Regions from separate parts of the Lactuca sativa genome. Here region 1 is linked to region 2. Evidence: chromatin contacts called from public Hi-C data. All regions are on one chromosome and are shown on one strand. Each heading gives the region's core, a stretch centred on a gene start, on an enhancer-like site or on the middle of the called end of the contact. The rest is flanking DNA. Distances are from core to core; before and after follow the strand shown.

Region 1 (5,562 bases), core at 458-2,957, 140 kb before region 2:
CATCTGTATTGTTCCTCAATACTCAATGCTTCAGGAATGAAATAGAAACCTGCAGTTGAGAACACACATCATTATCAACTATCAACTATATGTACTATAAACAAATTAAATTAACCACATAACATAACCATAAGAGATAAATAAATAATGATTGCATACCAGGGCATTTATCCAAACTGAAAACTGGCCTAGCAAACTGACATTCAAGCTTTGAAACTCCAATAGGAAGATGAACATCATTGTTTCTAGTAAAGGACTCTGAAACAGACTTAAAATCGATAACCTCTGACAAATCTACAGGCCTCGGTTTCTTCTTCCTGAAATTAAACAAACCATTTACTTTACAACTTCAAACTTCAAATCAACTATACAATACAAATTAATGAATGAATTTCTTACTTTTTGGAAGATTTGTTATTATCATAATATAGTTTGTACTTTTTCTCAGTTTTTCGAAAGGCAGTTCTCTCTGAATCTTCGTTTACGCCATCAGATCCATACATTTGATGTATCCTAAGAGTTTGAATCAACCACAAATAATATATTTTTAAAAAAATCATTAAAACAACTTCAAAACAAAGTTGCAATTCTTTTAGCAAAGAAAAGGCAACTAATATACATTATTAGTTATGATATATAACATAATATATAACATAATAACATAATGGTTGATAAATAGATCAAACCATATTTGTACAAGTTTAAAACAGCTAAAATCAATTTTCTAAATGGTCCAAGAATCATTCATCAAACAAATTTCACATATTATACCAAAAAAAAAAAAAAAAAAAAAACAGATATAACTCGTTCGCTATGTATTTCAATGAACTACGAAATATATGAATTAAAGCACTAAAACATCAGATGTGAATACTATTCCAGCAACAATAACTAGTTTCAGTAAAAAAAAAAAAAAAAAAAAAAAAGATTTCCAGCAACAATAACAACTAATTTCAACAAATTGAGCAACATTTTTCATATTTCAGCAAAGTATATACATTTTCAGCAAACAAATCTGATTTCCAGCACCTATGAACATCTGATTTCAGCAAACAAATACGATTTTCAGCAAATGTACATATGATTTTCGTGTTTCAGCAAACTAATCTGATTTCACCAAAAATAACATCTGATTACCAGCAACTATAACAAACCCTAAAAGATAACATCTTTTTTTAGGAAAACTGTTCTTACCGTTGGCAGCAGAGGTCGGAGACGATGGTGAAGATGTGGTGAGCGAAGGAGACAACGAAAGCGGGCGTAACAGGCGGAGACGGCGACGGTGGGCGTGACAGGCGGCGACGACGGGCGTGAGCGATTGCAGAGCAGAGGAGAAATCTGGTGACGTTGCTGAGCAGAGGAGAAGTCCAGCGAAGTATGCGAGCGGTGGTCGGCGTCAAGGTTCTCACCTAAGTCGAAGCATTCACCGGTGAGAGATGTTATGGCGATCGACAAGGGTTTTGGGGAAGAAAGTTTTATTTGAAGAGGAAAAAAAAAAAGACGCGTTCATAGCTGCTGATAACTTCAACTGCATATTTCCAATTTTACCCCGGCAACGTAAAGGGTAATTTTGTCATTTCACAACTGTTGATTACACAAAAACAAACTTCCTGCAAAGTCTCTCCTCCGGTCTTTGGCGCGGAAATTAGCATAACATGTTGGAAAAACTTCGATTAGAATTCAGATTTTAGAAAAATCGATAGAAAATGGTGCATAGAGCAGTAATCCATGGTGTGGTTCTGAAGGGGCTATGGCCAACATCCGTTAATCGTACTTCCTTTCGCCAGCAGAATTATCAAACACCCATTTTGCGTTCGAGATGTGAGTGTAAGATCATTACGAACATTAAAGATTTCTGCTCAGAAAGACGTATTGATCTTAATCGCCGTTTTAATTGTTTAAATAATGAAAATATATCGTCGTCGTCGTCAATGGTTAGTGAGAATACTCAGGAACCGCCTCAAGAAACTGATCTCGAGATTATTTCAGGTCTTTATCCCTAATTTTATCATTTCAACATATCAATCATATTCTTCAATTCGTGTTCGAATTACATGTTTTTTGGCTGTGAGATTATGAACCTAACAATATCAAGTGAATAATTATATGCCTGTTATTTATAATTTGCAAGGAAACATATGCTTTAGAAGCTTAATAAATTAGGTAGTTGTAGTTTTGAGAAGGGAAAAGTTACATTTTAATATATTTTTTTTTTTATGAATGAAAAAATCTTGAAAACCGGCAAAAATTTGCATTTTAATATTTTTCCACTTGTTGAAACCGATACCAAATAAATTTGGGACTATTTCGTAAACTAATCTAAAATATTTGGAATTTTCTGTAAACAAAAATATTATTACTTTTCTGCAAACAAAACCCTTATTATTATTATAATTATAATTATTATTATTATTATTATTATTATTATTATTATTAAAAATATAAATATGAAGACTATTTTTAAAACTTATTATTATTAATATAGTTAATAATACATATAAATGCATTTAAATGAAAGAATAATATTAATGACATTGTTTATGGATAGAGGTGGAGGAGATGGTGATGCTTTTAATATTTTTACTTTGTATATGGTCAATTCAGAATATTAATACTTAACCATTTAATAGAAGTTGCATATTTGTAAAATTGTTTATAAATAGTTTAAGGTAGAAGGATTTTTAACTTTGTATATAAAATTGTTTAAGATAGAAAAATTGCTTTTTAAATCCAACAAATCCACAACACGCATCTACATAGGTAGCTCATATCAAAATTCAAAAGTATTAATTACAATATCTTGTTTAATAAAAATTAAAAAGTATTTACTTTTTATTAAACAAGATATTGTAATTAATACTTTTGAATTTTGATATGTGCTACCTATATAGATGTTTGTAGTGGATTTGTTGGATTTGGAAAGTAATCCTTCTACCTTAAATAATTCTATATACAAAGTGAGAAATCCTTATATCTTAAACTATTTATAAACAATTTTACAAATATGCAAATTCTTTTAAATTGTTAAGTATTAATGTTCTAAATTGAAAAAAATAATAACAAATGTGAAATGATGATATACAAAGTAAAAATATACAAGCACATATTCATGATTTCAATGTTAAAAACATCACCATCTCCTCCAACTTGACCCTTAAATAATGTCACTGATATTATTTCTTCAGTTAAATACATTTATATGTATTATTAACAATATTAATAATAACAAGTTCAAAAAATAGTCTTCTTATTTATATTTTTAATAATAATAATAATAATAATAGTAATAATAATAATAATAGTTTTGTTTGCAGAAAACTTATAATATTTTTGTTTATAGAAAAATCTCAATATTTTGAGTTGGTTTACGAAATAGTCCCAAATTAATTTGGTATCGCTTTCAACTAGTCAAAAAAAGTCAAAATGCAAATTTTTGCCGGTTTTCAGGCTTTTTCATTCAAAAAAAAAAATAAAAATTTAGGACTAATATATAACTTTTTCATAAATATTAAGGCTTTTCTAACAATTTCACTTTAAGAAATGGATAAACTAATTTGGTGCTTCATTGTTAATTACCTACAATCTTAATCAGTACCTGCATGCCGAGAATCACATACCATAGAAATGCTTCTTTTTAAATGAACTCAATTGGGGCGCGGATTAAGATCGTTGTTTTGTATGCCACTATTAGGTTTTTCTTTAAACTTATTTAGATTTTCTATGTTTGATGTTGGTTACATTAAAAAAATAATTTATAAGCTAACTTTAAAAAAAATGTATAGACTATATATATATATATATATATATATATATATATATATATATATATATATATATATATATTATTAATTATTATTAAAAAAAACTTAATCTTTTACTTACATTTCTCTGTCATTTTACATATTTAAACTAGCTAAATTATTGGTTTTACCAAATATCATTTTTTATCAGTTAATAGCTAACTTTTTAACTATCATATAGTTTTTCAAATAATCCATCAAACATAGCCTAAATGAAAATAAACAAGATCATGTTAATTCTATCAAATGCAATAGTATTCCATGTTAGGTAAGAGTTACTAAGTACATATAACTATTGACTTGATTCAGACCGTTCACACCGTTCGCGGACCAAAGGTAGAGCTGGACAAACCACAAATATCATTTTTGGAGATACGGTAATTGATGGCTCGAGCGGTGAGTGGCTCACTCTTAGCCAAAAGGTATTGATTGTTACTGTTTTTTCACTAACGGTTTGTCCTTTTTGGAGTTCCACTTCAGCTACATACATCTTATAAGCATGTTGACTTTTCCCCTAACATATGTGATATGTGATAGGTACGTCGTCCTCTGCATCCTTTTGTTATGGATCATAGACCCCAAGTTATAACTCTCCTTTGGGTTTAAGAGCAAGACTTGCTCCCCAATGCAAACTTCTACTCCCTTGTCATTGCACTCCTCGCTGAAATTGCACTAGATATATTTATTTTGGTTTAACGTGTAACGCTTTTTATTCCAACATTGTCTTATACATATCCAACATAACATCCAGTTCTACCACCAAAAAAATTTCATCAACAAAAAGCATACACGAAAATGTGGCTCATTCAGATGATGTACTATTGCTTTTGTATATAGCATATTATCAAGTCGTATGCACATTTTCATTTAGGTGTTCTCATAATTTTAAATTCCGTAGGTTCTCATAACATGAGAAAAAGTGGATACTTTTCAACTTCTTTTGTCAATTGTCACCCAAGTCATCATGACGATCCAAATATGATGGAGAATTGTTTAGAAACGTCTATATTAACTCGTATGGGTCAAAATCTAAGTGTAACATTTGAAAAGAAGCCATAATATGTTTGCATCAAGAAAATCATCGAGTAAACGGCCAATTTTCACTTCCCATTTGGTGTATTGAATGACGTTTAAAAGATTTAACGTATGTGGTTTTTATGTATTAACATGACAGTTAGACACTTACCCAAGTGTCCGACGGTTTACAGCAATTGGTATTGGAGGCAATGATTTTGTGCAATCTATGATACTTGCTGTGGAGTCGGTCATTCAACATCCAGTTCAACAGGTAAACAAGATAAAAACTTGTTATAATTTTGATTTTCTGATTTCTTAGAGTCAAAGTAGTTATATTTGAAGAAACATGTAAGAAGTGGATGAAACAAAATTTGATTATTGAGATAAATTTAAGTTGCCCATGAGTCTACTAATTTGGTTATATAATTTTGATTCAAGTTACAATAATCACAAGAAACTTATCCAACAGGAGCATGTGAAGCAGAGAGTGTCATCAGGAGGAAAATATGTTTCAGTTAGTATTGGACCCATTCAAGTCGTTTCTAGAGAACATGTTCAATTTTTTTATTTCTGTATATATTTTTTGGTTGAAACACATACCAAACTTCAAATACTTATAACAAGGTAATGCAATATGTCATTATATTCGATAATCATTCTTATTTTCTAGAGATAGAATGAATCTTCTAGAATCTATGCAAGTATGATTTTAACTCTAACTTATTTTAAAAAATAAAGTTTTAAT
Region 2 (5,908 bases), core at 2,266-4,765:
TTACTTAAAGTAAAATCATTGATTCAAAGCATAATTAACATAATAGTTTTCAAAACACATGTTCATTATCAGAGTAAAACATTCCCAGGTTGACAATCCTATGGTGTGTGCCATGCGATCACCCCGAGCTCCATTATCAGCTACCAGAAGTACCTGAAAACAAAACTGAAAACCGTAAGCACGAAGCTTAGTGAGTTCCCCACCCTACCACATACCATGCACATAACTATGCACTGCACATATTGGGCCACACCCTCTATCTAGCTGCAACTAACACAAACTGCAAATACTGGGCCACGCCCGCTATTCTGGGCCTCGCCCCTTACCACGGGCCTCGCCCGCTACAACGGCCCCGCCACTCCAGGCCCCGCCTGGCTTCGAGCCCCGCTCGGATACAGATTTGTTTTACTTAGGCCCCGCCTGTCTCAGGGCCCCGCCCACTAACATAATAAAGGACATACACATATCACATAACAACACATAAGCTAAACATATACTAACAGTTCTTGCTCTAAGGCCTCGCCTATCTCTGGGCCCCGCCCGTATCCTGCTACTGATGAGTCATGGAACCCCGTCCATACTCCTACTGATAGTGAGATACGGGCCTAGCCCACACTCACCCTTTCCTAACTTGGGCCTCGCCCCTGATCAGCTGCTACTGAGATGTGGAACACCATCCATACTCTGCTATTGGTAAGGTGCGGGACCTTGCCCTCACCCACCTCCCTACCAGGCACATACAAGTATCACACAGACAACAAGTATAAACTATCACATAAACCATTCCTTGGGCACCCGCCCTCTATCATTGGACCTCGTCCGAATATCATGCTAGCATACTGTGCCTAGGGCTAACCCCCGGGACTTCTACTCATAACTACATGGGCCGACATTGTGGCCGTAGACCCATTCACACAAAGGGAAACTCACCTGCACTGGCTGATCTTGCTGCTGATCCCACTGGCCGCTGCCCGACAACTCACGGAACTCCTGCTCTACTTGCTTCCCGAGCTATCAACATCAATGAAACACTTAGTCTAACTGACCCCCGACAGTCAACCAAGTCAACTCTAGTCCAAGTCAAAATCCTGGTCAAAGTCAACCTTCCAGGTCAACCCTACTCGCCGAGTCCACATACTGACTCGCCGAGTTCTTAGGCTCAGAGTCCTTCTAATCGCGACTTGACTCGCCGAGTCAGCCCTTGACTTGCCGAGTCTGCTGATTCCCGATTCCTGTCCTGTCCAACTCACTGAGTCCTGGCTCGACTCGCTGACTCGGGTCTTAACTCGAAGGGTTTGGGACCACGCGACCTGACTCGTCGAGTCTAAGAACAGACTCGCCGAGTACAAGACAATCTTCAACCAACTCGCCGAGTTGTTCATCCAACTCGCCGAGTTCATGCCCATCTTCATCCGACTCGACGAGCTGTTCATCCCACTCGTTGAGTTCCTCCTCATCTTCAAGCTACTCGCCGAGTCTACTCAAAGGACTCGTCGAGTCCATTCAGATCTCCAAACATGCAGAGGACTTTTGAGTCATGCAGGGACTCCAAACCATAGATCCATACATCCGAAGCTCAATCCCTACGTAAAGTTGCAAACTTTACGTATAACTAAAGAGATCTAGGCTCAAAACATACTAGGGTTTGGTTTAGGGACAAAAGGGCTTCACCAACTACTCATCTCCTGATGCTTTATGAATATTGGGCCATCCCAACAACGGATCTGAAGTGACAACCACACATCCAAGCCCCTAACCCGATTTGGGTCTCAAACAACCATAAAACCCCCAAATCTCATGACAAAATAGATCTAGATACAAAGGAGGGAAAATGGCAGCTCATTACCTCCAAGATGAACACAACTGAAGAAGATCTCGAGCACACACCTCTCCTTTGAAGCAGCCTTCTTGATCTTCAAGTTCCTTCCCAAGGTTCCTTCCTCTCAAGGCTATTTCTCTCAAGGATGGAAGCTCACACGAAACTATGGGGTTTACAGGTTCTCTGGGTTGATATGGGGGGCTGAGGGAGGGACATAACACCCTTTAAATAGGGTACAACTCCCGGGATTAGGGCTTTCCTCGCACAGACCAGACTCGCCGAGTCACCTTGGCCGACTCGCCGAGTCGGTCACTTACTCATCCACTTGGATCCCGCTCGGACTCGCCGAGTTCCTCCTTGGACTCGCCGAGTCCCCTTTAAATTTAGGGTTTCCTTTACTTTCTTGGCTTTCAAAACTTTGGGTGTTACACTGGCATTAATAGTTAAATGGTTGTGGGACATGAAGAATAACACATCAGCACTGTGGCGAAGAGTAGTTATGGGAATTCATAACTTAAAAAATAAACCTGCAGAGAGACTTTCAAAGAAAACCATCCCTGGTGTATGGAACAACATAGTAGGGGTAATAAAGGAATTAGAAAAGGCTGGAATCAGTTTTCAAGATATTTTAAGAAAACATGTTAAAGAGGGTGGCGACACTCTCTTTTGGATGGATGCATGGTGTGATAAGGAACCTTTAAGAAAGAGATTTCCTGAGCTGTTTCAAATGGAGCACCGAAAGTCATGTACAATTAAGGAAAGGATACACGAGGCAAGTCCAATGTGGAAGTGGAGATCGCCCTTAACAACGGATGATCAGGTACAGAGTTTGCAAACGCTTTTAACTGTTATCGGTGATTTCCGCCCGACATCCGGGTTGGATAATTGGAAGTGCACCATATCGAATGATGGAAAATATCACGTACATGACCTTAGATCAAAACTGGATAATATGGAACCGACGAGTAGTGATGTGATTATACCATGGATACATGATATCCCAATCAAGGTCTTAACTTTCATTTGGAGAGCCAATCTTGGTCGAATTCCATCCAACAAGGCGCTGATAAGAAGAGGGGTGCCAGGGGTTGAAGCAAAATGTTCACAATGTTTGTAGGAGGATGAAGATACGACACATATACTGATACGTTGTCCTATGGCGACTGCAGTTTGGGAGTTGGTGTTTAAATGGTGTGCGATTCCTCAACCGCAACTCCATGATATTGGAGAACTCATAAGTTTTTTAAATAGTTGGGGATCATGTGTGAAGAGGAGAAATAACTTCATCAACGTATGTTTTGGCACTATATGGCTGATATGAAAATCGAGATGCAACCGGATGTTTAAAAACATACGTACTTCCCCCTCTAAGATTATAGATGGAGTGAATTCAATGGTGTATCCTTGGCTAAAACATAGGAGAACAAACTGTAATCTCAAGTGGGTAGAATGGTCTGCATGTCCTCTAAGCTGTATTTGAGATCATTGATCTTTGTTGTAACTGCTATTGTAATCTGTTGTTTTCTTGGCCCCGTCTAGCAACTTGCTAGACGGTGGTCATTTTTTAATAATATTTGCCATTTTCAAAAAAAATTATAAATCTTGCTTTAAATCCAATATTTGAAAGTAGTACGGGATTCACTCCTAATATACAACACGGCAATCGAGAGTATAGAATCTTTTATCATCACACCAGTTATTTATTTTTCAAATTTTAAACTTTCATCTTTATCCCTGTTTTTCTTATCCTTTATTTGTTTGTGTTAAAAGGGTTTCAGCGACCACCGGATAATCCTCCTACTCTCACGGTTTCACCTTTTCTGGACTACCGCCTTCCTTCGCCGTTAGCCCGCACCGGTAAACCAAAATGATAATTTTAGAAAAAATTCTCACTTCCGTTGTCGTCTTCTTCCTCTTAACTGCACCATCCACTGCGGATATCATATCTCTGAATCTCTATTCTGATAATCGACATATGATCTTTTTCTCGGATTTCGAATTCTCACATGCCGGTTACGTATCCTTCGATATATCTTCCCTGACGGTCAACTCCTCCACCTCCTTCGATCCTACGCATAGTGGTTTCGTCCTTCAACGGCGTGAGGTGCAAGACCAGCAAAACACTAGTATTTGCCCTTTGGATTTCAAATTAAACTCAGCCGTCTTTACTTTCCAAGATCTTTCCCATGCGTTCAACAAATCATACCCTGTCACACATCCGGGTATGAACTCACTTTTCTTTGTCAATTGCAACGGCGAAGGCGAATCCTTTGTGACTACGGAAGGCCGTGCAGAGCTCTACAACATGGATGATGGTACTACCAGAAACTATTTATCAGCAGGGCTAACGCACCTTCCGTTTCTTTACTTCTTTTCCTCCTTCATTTATTTGCGTTTTCTAGGGTTTTGGATAAAGAACAAACGATGTTTTCACGGGATCCATTTACTCATGGGTGGGTTACTTCTTATGAATTATGTTCAGCTTATATGTGCGGCAGCCGATCTATATTTTGTGAAGGTTACAGGTACTCCTCATGGATTCGATGGCTTATTTTACATATTTCAGCTTATCAGGACTGTGCTTTTGTTTACCGTGATCACGTTGATCGGTACTGGATGGTGTTTGTGGAAGCCGTATTTGGAAGAATGTGAAATAGTGATTTTGATGTTTGTGATCATAGTTCAGGTCTGGGCTAATGTAGATTCTATATTGATATGGAAATTCGACGGACCTTATAATATATACCGGGAACGTTGGACCTATAGTTCTACAAGCTTAGATATCATCTGTTGCTTTGTTATTTTCGTCCCTATAGTGTTGTCAGTTATCTCGTTGAAGAAGAATCGTGAGGCTGATGCGAATGCTGCTATGAATCTGGTCAGGTTGTGCCTATTTGGGATTGTGGTTTTTTTATACGTGCTCTTTACGAGGTTTCTTGTTCGTGGATTATTTCCCGCATGGATGAATTATGGGGTACAGGAAATCAGTATTCTTGTGGTATGTGTGGTGATGTTTTTCATTTTTAGGCCACTTGATCATGAGGATGATGATAAAAAAGCAGTCCAGATTAGCCCTTCTTCCTATTTTAGTGTGCGAGTTTCAAGTAGCTTTTCGTAGAACAATTTGAGTGTTTTAAGTTTGAGTTTTAGCTTTGTTCTTTACTGGTAGGTTGATGGGTAGCTTTAGTTGATTTCAGAAGTTCCCATCGTAATTTAGCTTTGCAAATTATCATACTTTTGGGTTGTTTCTATGCCATTCCTCCCCTTTATTCAAACTTGACTTTTTTTGGAACATGAACTTTTTTTTATACTGTAATCTTTTTACATTTATCAAACCAAACAGAAAACAAAAAGGATTTCATTTCGATTTCTGCCAATCAGAACCAAACACACACCAAAGAGACAGAAGCTAGTCTCATTTTCTAAACTTGTTGCTTGTAAACACAGCTTTTATGTTTATACATGTCAAAAGCCCCAAAATGGTTTGTTCTTTCACCAAGATACATAAGATATTTTTGAAAGAATGAATTCAGAATTTTACAATATTCACATTTTACTTTTATGTAAAAAAAACGGGATAGAAGAAATGGCATTGCCTAGTACAAATTTCGAAAATTACAATTTACAACTCAAATGTTGCATAAAGTTACAAGAAATACATCTGTTCATGCTGCCTCTCAATCAACCAACCATTCGGAAACGAGAAAGTTACAGAAAAGACATCTGAGATCAACAACATTTTCGGGTGGGGCGTCTTCTTCTTCCTCAAGAATCTCCAGCTCAATCTCTACGGCGACCTCAGCCGAAGAACCTTCAGTCGCTTCCAACGCCGACGAAGGGCCTCCGACGACGGTTCAATCTTATCTGCGTCTGACGCCGACGACACCAACGGTCGTCTCCTGCCCCACCGACGCCATTCTGAGACGCAAACCCATCAAAGACCTACAAACCAATCTCGTCGAGCTCCGGCATCGCAGACGAACTAAGCTCCGGTCCTCCTCTTCCAGTGACGATCTCCAGCAGGGAACGAAAAAAAAAACTATCGCCGCCCGTCACCAGAAAATCGCTGCTACGACCAGCTCTTGCAAA

Evidence for each region. A called contact is a pair of places that touch in the nucleus more often than the background predicts.
Region 1: a contact with region 2 is called in a Hi-C map of seed, with 9 times the contacts expected there. The contact joins the promoter of LOC111887365 here to the promoter of LOC111887357 in region 2. A contact is called at or near these places in 3 of 4 Hi-C or Micro-C datasets (leaf and seed).

Annotation. Positions count from the first base shown.
Region 1 is chr4:90,930,648-90,936,209 of Lsat_Salinas_v11, reverse strand. It overlaps LOC111887365, which reads left to right and starts at 1,707. Exons shown (of 5, transcript XM_023883532.3): 1 at 1,707-1,989; 2 at 4,110-4,222; 3 at 4,975-5,088; 4 at 5,287-5,370. The coding sequence starts at 1,707. LOC111887364 (alpha-ketoglutarate-dependent dioxygenase alkB) reads right to left here and starts at 1,498. Exons shown (of 8, transcript XM_023883531.3): 1 at 1,195-1,498; 2 at 400-513; 3 at 160-317; 4 at 1-49. The coding sequence starts at 503.
Region 2 is chr4:90,795,241-90,801,148 of Lsat_Salinas_v11, reverse strand. LOC111887357 (protein CANDIDATE G-PROTEIN COUPLED RECEPTOR 7) reads left to right here and starts at 3,515. Exons shown (of 2, transcript XM_023883523.3): 1 at 3,515-4,134; 2 at 4,222-5,908. The coding sequence starts at 3,687. The coding sequence ends at 4,937.